Linked DNA regions of Mus musculus: region 1 is linked to region 2. A link is a contact called in public Hi-C data. All regions are on one chromosome and are shown on one strand. The core of a region is the stretch at or near the end of the contact, and the rest is flanking DNA. Distances in the headings are between cores, read along the strand shown.

Region 1 (5,245 bases), core at 1,869-4,368, 250 kb after region 2:
TCTTCATCCACATAGTCAGACATGCTGCAAGATCAGGGGTGTCTCGGAAGAGCTTTCTCTGAACACTCATTTTAATTTTAGTGTGTAGGATAGTATTGAATTCTCAGTTAATGACTCGGCCAGTTCAGCAATCAATCTGAACAAATAGACAATTTCTTGGGAATTCATTAACATTTTTCTTACAGGCTTGGGAAATAAACAAACCAGAAAGCCCTTCTTTTAGAAATGTTCACCTGCACAGAGTGCTTGCTCATTTGTACATATGACAAAGTGGGTCGCTGAGAAAAGGATTTATGACACGTGGTAAAAATTTTCAACTTGACTGTTTCCACATGCATAAAAAATATGAATAACAATTGCCCTTAGTGGGAGATTTGGTTTGTAATCATTGCATAACAGTATAAGAGCCCGCCATTGAAGCACATATCAGTGTGTATCTTTACTTGTGACCTTTAGCTTATAGAGCAGTAAGGAAGCTGATATGTCAATGGCATTTTATATTAGCAATGAGATTTTCAACACAACATATCTTTTGTTGAGTGTTTATTAGGCACCAGATTTTTGTTATTTTTCATTTGTCAAAGAATCTTACTGCACAAATGGTATAACTTCTTGATTTTACAAACAAGGGACTCCCAATGTTTGAGTATATTTAAGTTACGATTATTTAGATGCTAAGAGGGAAATGAACAAAATTGATCTAAATGATAGAAAAGCATAGAAATTATTATTATGTACCTACTACATGCCAGATTGTGTTATGGGTTCTTAGTTCTTAGGAAAAACCTAAGTCCCTGATTTAGTAGAGCTATAATTTATTTGTAGGTCCTGGTAGCGAGCAAATAGTTTGCATTGTATAATATTCCATCGTCCTGCCTACTTTAAAGGAAAAGATTAGGTAAGAGACAGGGTCTTTTGCTGATGGTGTACGGAGAATTGGTTGCCTGGGGGGGGGGGGTGACATTTAAACAAAGGTTAAAAGTGGAGGGAGAAGCAGGCGTTTCGAGGACTGTCCATGTGACAATCACATCCTGGTATAACTTGCCATTCAGTTCTCTACCAGTGTCTTTCTTTGGTTATTTATAACTTGCAGGGTCATATGATACCAGGCTCCAGAAAGGGCACACACTCTGCTCTGACCTTGGTCCCTTTCCTCGGAGTTACCTGGGCACCTTAAGCTTATTAACAGGCCTAGATTTCCTCATCTGTTAAGTCTAGGTCACAATTTTCATTACATATGACGATGAAACTAACGCACAGGAAGTCTCCAGAGATACCTTGAAGATACAGTAAACAGGAGTCAGGGCTATGTTTAAATGAACCATTTGTGTCTCACAAAGAAATGTGGAGAAGTTCCCTTCTTTAGAGCTCTGCACCTACACCTTTGAGAATTAGGGTGAGTGGTTAGTTATTTAACACAATGTTAAGATGCATCTATTAACATACATTGAACTAACTACAAGTATTCGCAGAGTCTCATGAAGAGGAAAAGCAAGCAAGGAACAGATGAAGAATATTCTGCCATTTGCAGAAGCCATTGCTCTGTTCCATTGCTGGCCTGCTGATTAAAATCTTCAGACTGGCCTGTCAGGTCATCAAGAAATCTGGGTCTGGTCCCAGAGTGCTTTCTGATGTGCTATGTAACTTAAAGCTAATCTCTTGGCCTGCTTGCTTTCAGGAGGAGGACAAAGGATCTCTCACTTTACTTATCTCAAAGGAGTCTTTCAAAAAAGACAAATGACAACACACACACAGCCACACACACACATTCTCTGAAAATTGTACCCCAGTGTGATATAACTTACTGCTAAATGTGGGATATAATTTGGTAAGGAAGCAAAGATTCTGAGTCACAGTCTACCTCATGGGCAATGGAGTCTATCAACAGAGTGTGAGTTAGTAACCACTCTGGTATGAAAAGGGAAAGGACACAATAGTGAGGTGCTGGGGTTCAGGAGGGTCCAGTGGGGGAGCTGGGGAGCTCCCAGACTTTGGAAGGGCCACTATCTAGTTTTCCACGCTGACTTGGTTGAATCTATATAACTCTGTCATCTAATCAAGATCCTCTCTGAAGCTAGAATTTAGATTCATGACCTCAGACAGTATCATCATGGAAATTTCACTATAAGAATTAAATACACTAAATTTGTTGTTAGCATTGTGTATGCCACTGATGCTCAAAGAAGTTTTAAACGTATGATGATGGTGATGATGGTGGTGGTGGTGATGATGATGATGATGTCTTAAGACTGGAATTCTTCTGGCTTTTAGATCTGGATTCTTTTAGGTCTTGGAGGTACACTTGAGCAAGGTTTTGAAGACTATCAAAAAGTCTATTCAACCCTGGCTAAGACCTAACAGGCAACTACTGTAAACAGTCCACTGGATTTGCTCCAGGCTGAGGGGCTAAGCCTGTGTCCCTCTGTACCTCTGCTGAACTGGACGTATGGGGACTAATTCCAAGGGCTGATCCAGTGGAGTGAAGGCTTCTGAGTGCCTAAAGATGAGTGGTGATGCTGACACCATTTCACAGTGCCTATTGCATAGCCAGGGCACACAGGCTGACTCAGCCCCTCAGACTCACTCATACCCATTTCCTCCCTTTCTGTCTATTTTCTCCAGATTGTGGGGAAGCTCCTAGGCATCTGCACGACGCATTTCTGAAACCTTTACCAAGGAGAAGAGACCTGTCCTTATTGCTCCCTGGGACTCTTTGAGATCGGCAGACCTCTCAGCAGTGCCTCATCTATGCTGTTCTAGGGTCTTCCATCCTTTCTATCCTCACGATATTGCCATGGTAACCCTCTGGGAGGGAGGAAATGGATAGTGTACCACTGAGGAGCTATTTTTAGATTTCTGGCCAGATGCTTTGACAAATCTGTTGAGGGATAGAAAAATGAACCAAATATAGACAATTTTTGTCAACAAAATTATTATTTAAAATTTATATCATAAAATTGATCTAGGCAGGCATACTTCTAAATTATACCTAATATTCTACTCTAATATATAACCACATTCCCTAACCTCAATTTTTCCCATGTTCATTCAGCCTTTTGTTCTTAGACTGAAGGAGTTGGCAGGAACATAATTATTCAGAATGTGGCCTACATAACTCTTGGAAAACCATTTGTTTAGATCCTGCTACCATTAGCACTGGCTACATTTGTGTGGTGTCCATCTTATGCAACTGTGTCACTGACCTTTCTCCATCTTTTTGAAATGTTAATATGATTCAGTGCAACTTGCAGCATCCTTTATGGATATCACATTCCTCTTAGGCTAAAGGCTCCTCAGATTAAAAGTGGCCATGAAACACAGGACAGGAGGCCTTCAAACAGAGCTAGAGGAGTTTAGTAACATGGAATTTCCCCTTCTTTATGTTTTAAAAAAAAGACATTTGAGGTGAATCCCAAGCTCCCCCCATGCCATTGCACTGTCAGGTAGTACATTCCTTTGGATTTTTACCTAACCTTATCCTTTCACTATCAACACAAATGTCAGAAATGGGCCTCTAAAGCAAACATAGAAAGCGTCCTGTACAATGTTCATCTAGCTACATATGCATTTCTCTCATTGTACCTAGCAAGTTGCAACACTACATTTTCTTATGTATACTGTTATTTCATACTGTAAGCCATATTGCTAAGGACTTGTTTTGATTGCATACTATGATACATACCTATGTTGTATATTCTCATGACTGAAAAGAAGACACATAGTTATTTTAAAAGGATATAACCCAAAGTTCTCTATCAGGAAGAGCTGGTAGTTATAGCAGATCCTCTCCAATCCAAAATGCATCCAGTTCAACATCTGTTCATTATAGAGATTCAAAGAAAATCTTGTACAGAAGGCAGTATCTTTATTATAGCCAATATCTTTATCATTTCTCTACATGAGAAATTCATAGCTAGTACTACAGTCAGTGAGGAAGAAGAAGAAGGAGGAGAAGAAGAAGAAGAAGAAGAAGAAGAAGAAGAAGAAGAAGAAGAAGAAGAAGAAGAAGAAGAAGAAGAAGAAGAAGAAGAAGAAGGAAGAAGAAGAAGAGGAGGAGGAGGAGGAGGAGGAAGTGGAGGAAGGAGAGGAGGAAGAGGAGGAGGAGGAAGTGGAGGAAGGAGAGGAGGAAGAGGAGGAGGAGGAGGAGGAGGAGGAGGAAGAACCACAACCACAACAAATGTTTCTTTCCCAATCAGGTCTTGTATGTGGTGAAGTTGTTTTTGACATCTCTACTTTTTTTTTTTTTTTTTTTTTCATTTTTTTTTATTAGGTATTTAGCTCATTTACATTTCCAATGCTATACCAAAAGTCCCCCTTACCCACCCACCCCCACTCCCCTACCCACCCACTCCCCCCCTTTGGCCCTGGCGTAACCCTGTACCGGGGCACACAAAGTCTGCGTGTCCAATGGGCCTCTCTTTCCAGTGATGGCCGACTAGGCCATCTTTTGATACATATGCAGCTAGAGTCAAGAGCTCAGGGGTACTGGTTAGTTCATAATGTTGTTCCACCTATAGGGTTGAAGATCCCTTTAGCTCCTTGGGTACTTTCTCTAGCTCCTCCATTGGGAGCCCTGTGATCCATCCATTAGCTGACTGTGAGCATCCACTTCTGTGTTTGCTAGGCCCCGGCATAGTCTCACAAGAGACAGCTACATCTGGGTCCTTTCAGTAAAATCTTGCTAGTGTATGCAATGGTGTCAGCATTTGGAAGCTGATTATGGGGTGGATCCCTGGATATGGCAGTCTCTACATGGTCCATCCTTTCATCTCAGCTCCATACTTTGTTTCTGTAACTCCTTCCATGGGTGTTTTGTTCCCACTTCTAAGGAGGGGCATAGTGTCCACACTTCAGTCTTCATTTTTCTTGAGTTTCATGTGTTTAGGAAATTGTATCTTATATCGTGGGTATCCTAGGTTTTGGGCTAGTATCCACTTATCAGTGAGTACATATTGTGTGAGTTCCTTTGTGATTGTGTTACCTCACTCAGGATGATGCTCTCCAGGTCCATCCATTTGGCTAGGAATTTCATAAATTCATTCTTTTTAATAGCTGAGTAGTACTCCATTGTGTAGATGTACCACATTTTCTGTATCCATTCCTCTGTTGAGGGGCATCTGGGTTCTTTCCAGTTTCTGGCTATTATAAATAAGGCTGCTATGAACATAGTGGAGCATGTGTCCTTCTTACCAGTTGGGGCTTCTTCTGGATATATGCCCAGGAGAGGTATTGCTGGATCCTCCGG
Region 2 (5,479 bases), core at 704-3,203:
AGCGCTTGTTTTCTTTCTGAGCCCCTGATACAGTATATCACTGAACTAGCTGTTTCCCTTTGATCAACTCATTGAGCCATTCTGAGCCAGGTCTCCTCAGCCATCCTCCTCCACTTTCAACAGCCTCCAGAAGTGGTGCAAGAGCCCCATAAGGCAATTGTTGTGAAAGCGCTCTGAACACAGGAGGTGCCTACCGCTGCCTCTCCATGCTACTGTATATTCTGTCAAAGTGACAGCAGCTTTACCTTGCCTTTAGATTTCTTTCTCTTCCCTCCCTCCCCCTTAATATATGACCTGCTGGTTGCTAGTATTTAAAAACATCAACTGGCGTGATAAATAATATTTTAACACCAGTTATCCTAACTTTGTTGCTTCTATCATTCAGACTGTGGTTAGTGCATTCATTCATTTTCCTCGAAATTGAAAAAAAAATACGCTTATATACTAAATTCTTAAGATGCAGGTCAGTTTTGATTCCCTTGTCTCTTGCCTACATATTAGAGCCCGGAATTCCTATTTTTCACATGAGGTCCTTACAGCTCTTACTACTCCCGCCCCCAGAAATCCTATTCTCCTTGCTTCTACTCCACCTCCACCACCCCGTTATCATCTATCTCACGGTCAAGATGGGGGCAGGGATGAGAATCAGTGACGGTAACAAGATAGATTATTTCTCAAAATAGTGCCATTCCACAACGTTGAAGGGCAGAGTTACTGGAATGGAAAAACAGACAAACAAAAGAAAGAAAATAAAAGTATACCGTTTCCTTTTTGTCCTAGTAAAACCAAGAGGTGTTTATTGAAAGCCTGCCACACGCCAGACAGGAGGAGAAGGGCTCCTCAATCAGGGTGCACAGCACCATCTCAGTCTTTGCCAAAGCGTCCTAGCCCATAACCTAGGGCATCTGTTGCACACTTCCTACAAGTGGAACCACTCAACAGCTGGCCCTGGGTGGAGCAACAAAAGCAGCATGCACCTTACTCAAGTCAGTTCAGTCGGCCGAAGTGCAGGCTTCAAGCAAAAATGAAAAACAAAAATGAAACCTCAAACTAGAGCCCGGTGAGCCACAGGGGGCAGAAGTGCAGAGACTGGAACGCAGCCTGGTATCCACTGAGCACCCAAACCCAATTAAGGCTCTTCCAGCCTAGAGATGCTGGGAACAGTGGATCAAAGAATCTGCGACGCCTGGGAATGGCAAACCCGCTCTTCGGGAAGCTGTGATGTGGGGGCAACACAATGGTGGGCGCTGGAGATAGTAGGTTGGAGGGATCTATTCATGGGCACGGGTAAACTCACTGGGAACAGGCAGATTGCAAAGATTGTGCGCTGTTGGCGAAGGAGGAGAGCCGGGCGAGTGCTCTGGGAGACAAGGACTGAACAGTCGCGTTGCGGTGTAAAGGAAACCTTGGGGCTCCCGCCAGCGCATAAATTCCGAGGTTTTGGATCCTGGAAAGCATTTGCTAGTGCGCTGAAGGCAGAGCTGGCGGAAGGGTTCACTGGCGATCAGGGGCGACAACCAGACTACTGGGAAAAGGAGGAGGGGGTGTAGATGGGATGAGGTGTCTCTTCCCGGCCACACACACACACACACACACACACACACACTCACGTCAGACCCCAGGCTGCTAGCACCTGCCCCCACGCACTCTGGGCGCACAGCCTCCTGCTGCGGCGGTCACTCACCTTCCGCGCGCGAGCGGATCTCCGACACTGTCCTCCGCATGGTCGGCATCTCGACAGCCCCTGCAGGTGGGTCTCGGGCGGGGACCCTGCACCTGTCACGGCGCCGCGCGGGCGGGAGAGCTGGCTGCGCCGCGCAGAGGGCTCAGCTGCCGCGGGGCCGCGCCTCCCACCCAGGGCAGCGTCGCCGCCAGGAGCCGCCTGGGCACTGGACGGGAGGGGGAAGGCGGCGAAGGAGCTGCGTCCGCAGAGCCGCCTAGGTCTCCCCGCAGTGGCAGAGGAGCGGGCTCGAGGGGCGGAGCCGGGGACGGCGCCGGGGGCGGGGTCTGCGGGGCGCGCGCTCACTCGCTGGCCTCCTGGAGTGGGGCGGGGACAGGGCCGCCGAGCCTCCAGGTCCCGCCCAGTTCGGACCGTACCATCCGCGGGGAGGGGACTTCGATCTAGCATTCTCGGCTTCTCGGCCCACCTCGGCCCTCCTTGAGGCCAGTACAAGTGTCCCAAGCCTTAATAAAAGAGGAAGAGCTTCTTTAGCTCTGAAAGCTCTGGCATCCCCTACAGCCACCTTCTGGCTCTACAATGCGATAGAACCGACCGTCCTCAGCGCCAGGGTGTTGGGTTCGGTGTGGGCAGCTTGAGTCTAAGCCTCTGAGACTCTGTGGGTGACGTCTCTGCTGATGTGGGGGGACCCTGCATTCGCCCTCTGAGTGGAATCCTAGCCTATCTCAACACCCAGCCTGACTCCTGGCCTGAGATGAACGTGAACCCTCTGTAGTAGCAGGCTGTGAGACCTGAAGCCACTGGAACGGTTCCTCTTGTCGTTTTAAGGCTTCCAGCCACACAACCTGCGTGGGTGTGTGAGCCCGTACTTCCCACCAGTTCGTCCTCTGCAACCTGTTAAGGCTCTGAAACTGCAACCAAACCAACTGTTGACCACGTGGTTAACCAAGCAAAAATTATGCTGTTTGTGGTTTCTGCTCCAGAAAGTTCGATGCAGTAGTTTATCCTCAAAGCCTAGTGGGGCGTCGGTATAAAATCCATAAAGATGTTAATTACAAGTCGTTATGTCCTAGAGACCAGCACGACCTCAGTGCCTTTTATTTTGTGTAGTAAAATCCAATCTAACAAGTCGAAACAAATGCAGTATTTTTAATTTGTTCCCGATTTCAGCCTCGAGATAGGATGAGGGGAGCTTTGTGTCTAGCAAGCTCCTGAGCAGGGTAAGAAAGGAATAAAGGTAAAAGGTACTGGCTTCGTGTACTGTTCTTCTGGGCACCTAGCGGAAAGAGCCTGTAGCAAGGCTTTTTATTAGTATTCCTTTGAGATCCAGAAAGGAGAGATGGGTAGAGGGTGAACGAGAGAGAGAGAGAGAGAGAGAGAGAGAGAGAGAGAGAGAGAGAGAGAGAGATATGACTGCAACTCGAGCATAAGGAAAAAGACAAATAAATAAAATCCGCTAATAGCATCTTCTCTCCATTCGTGATAGTTCCTCTACTTCCCGGAAGATCTCATTCACTAATCAGAGTTCTACCTCACTCACTCACATTAATACCCAGGCGGTCAATACATATTTATGAGGAACCCTCTCCACTTGTCTCTTATTCAGTGGTTGGGATCAGAACAAAGGAAACATATTATTTCCAGTGTGCTTGGAATCTCCTTAGGTTAGAGCAGACTCAAACGTAAATGTGTCTGTGCCAGCGATAGCCATAATTTAAAACCGTAGTCCTTTGAAAAAAAAAAGAAAATGAATACAGCCTTATCAAGACTGTCATCGCTGGCGGCTTTTACTCCTCCTAGGCTCCATAATCTCGTGTGTGTGTGTGTGTGGGGGGGGGGGGACCAGGCTTCCTCTTGATGGATATAAATGAGTCTGAAACCAAGTGGAAGACTAAGAACCAAGGGGCAGGGAAAATCAGCTTAAAAGTAAGCAAACAAATGTAGGAGTGGGAGTGGTTTTCGGATTAAGATTTTACATGAGATTTTTATGAACCCAAAAATGATCTGTTTGATTTATGAACAATCCCTTCTGTAACTGTTATGAGCCTTTCAGTGAGATTCACGTCTGCTTACTATAATAACCATCTAACGTGAGTTCCAATGGTACCTGTTTTCTGTAGTGCCACCTGACATGTGTGCATCAGCCAAGTTGACAACCTAGGTCATTCAGATAGGAAATGAAAACAGTTTCTCATACAGACAAGATGGCAAGATGCAGCTTGTGGCTTCCCCCTGGCTCTTTCCCACATGCTCCTGTCACAGAATCCATATTGGCAGGAGTACCATAGCTCCTTGGTTTCTGAAAATCTGCTCCCCCACGGTTGTTAGAAAGTCATCCATTTTCATGGTTCAGCACTGTAATTGAGGTTGAGAAGTGCACTAATCTGCATCAGCTTGGTATCAGAGCTCAGAGATCTCACCTTCCATTGTGTGAGACGTGTATCCTGCCAGCCCCTGGCAGGAAACTCTGGTTCTAGCAACATGACCTTGTTACAGAATCTGCAGTTGAATGCAGATGTCAGCAAGCCATTTAAACATTTTCAGGTCCTGTGACTACTTTGCCTGCTGACCCGACTAAGAAGGAAGCAGGCTATTTAAGGACAGCCGCCTTAAGGATAACTTTTTATCATTATGCAGAAAATATACATTAAGTTCACGTTAGGGCCTGGGCCCGAGTGCTAGGCTTAGAAGGCAGTGGGGGAAAAAAGCTAGCTATCAATACAAGATGGCTGACATTCCATTCCAGCTAGACAAGAAGCAACAAGTATAGGCCAGTAAGACACTAACTCTACAACAGTCAAACAAAAAGATTGTCTAGACAGTGAGATGCTTTGTTTGTTTGTTTGTTTGGAAACAGGGTTTCTCTGTGTAGCCCTGGCTGTCCTGGAACTCACTCTGTAGACCAGGCTGGCCTTGAACTCAGAAATCTGCCTGTCTCTGCCTCCCAAGTGCTGGGATTAAAGGCATGCACCACCACTGCCCGGCTCAATTACAGAGTCTTAATTATCAATCTAAGGACACCATGGGCCTTCTAAATTAGGTTAGGAACTCCAGCTGTGCCCACTCCTAGTCATCTTTATGGTAGTGTCCCCTGGACTCCCTTCTCGTTACCAACTACATTGTGCTCCAAGATAATGAATGCTCATCACTTTCTCAGGAACCGCCCCAGAGGAGCTAAGGGGAAATTCTTCCCTTAATTCTAATTTTAATTAGGATGGTTTGTGTTATTGAGTAACCGCAGAAAACCAGAGTGATGCAAACATACCCACTCTGATCTACTACTCTAGGAAAAAAAAAAATGGAATGTGCTGGGTAGTTTTATGTCACCTTGACCCAAGCTAAAGCCATCTGAGAGGAGGGGAGCTCAATTAAGAAAATGCCTCCATAAGATCAGGCTGTAGGCAGGCCTAGAAGGCATTTTTTTAATTAGTGATGGATGGAGGAGGGCCCAGCCCATTGCGGGTGGTATCATCCCTGGGATGGTGGTTCTGGATTCTATAAAAAAGGATGTGGACCCCATAGAACTTGATTGGCACAAGGAATCAGCTGTATTTAAACTTCAACATCAGGGATGAGGGCTGTGTTCTCCTACGTGGGTTAACAACAAAATGTTGTTGTGGGAGCGGGAAAAGTGAGTTGACCCCCCCCCCCCCCGTGTGTGCTCTCATATGCCCTTGACCCTCTGCTGTGTAGTAACAGAACAGAGGGCTTTCATTAGATCTCATTGCCTTAGTGCTAGATTTCCCAACCACTAAAGATATAAGAAACTAGTCTCTGAGCTTCATTAATCACCCAGTCGAG

Evidence for each region. Hi-C and Micro-C count contacts between places; a contact is called where the count stands out from the background.
Region 1: a Hi-C map of cortical neurons shows a contact between it and region 2, with 2.1 times the contacts expected there. The contact joins the enhancer-like site here to the promoter of Atp8a1 in region 2. A contact is called at or near these places in 2 of 39 promoter capture datasets (the C10 cell line and hippocampal neurons), 4 of 484 Hi-C or Micro-C datasets (cerebral cortex, cortical neurons and uterus) and 4 of 115 datasets of contacts at active chromatin or transcription factors (bone marrow-derived macrophages, forebrain, neural progenitor cells and 1 more).

The regions. Positions count from the first base shown.
Region 1 is chr5:68,095,308-68,100,552 of GRCm38.p6, forward strand. All of the region lies in intron 1 of Grxcr1 (glutaredoxin, cysteine rich 1), which reads left to right. Among named protein-coding and RNA genes, the nearest start is that of Grxcr1, 66 kb to the left of the region's middle. Within about 2 kb of position 3,119, at least 30 of the 459 cell types and tissues checked have an H3K27ac peak or open chromatin away from gene starts, as enhancers often do. A contact at or near this core is called in cerebral cortex, cortical neurons, forebrain and 2 more, where this site is marked.
Region 2 is chr5:67,845,478-67,850,956 of GRCm38.p6, forward strand. Atp8a1 (ATPase, aminophospholipid transporter (APLT), class I, type 8A, member 1) reads right to left here and starts at 1,954. Exons shown (of 37, transcript NM_001038999.2): 1 at 1,685-1,954. The coding sequence starts at 1,733.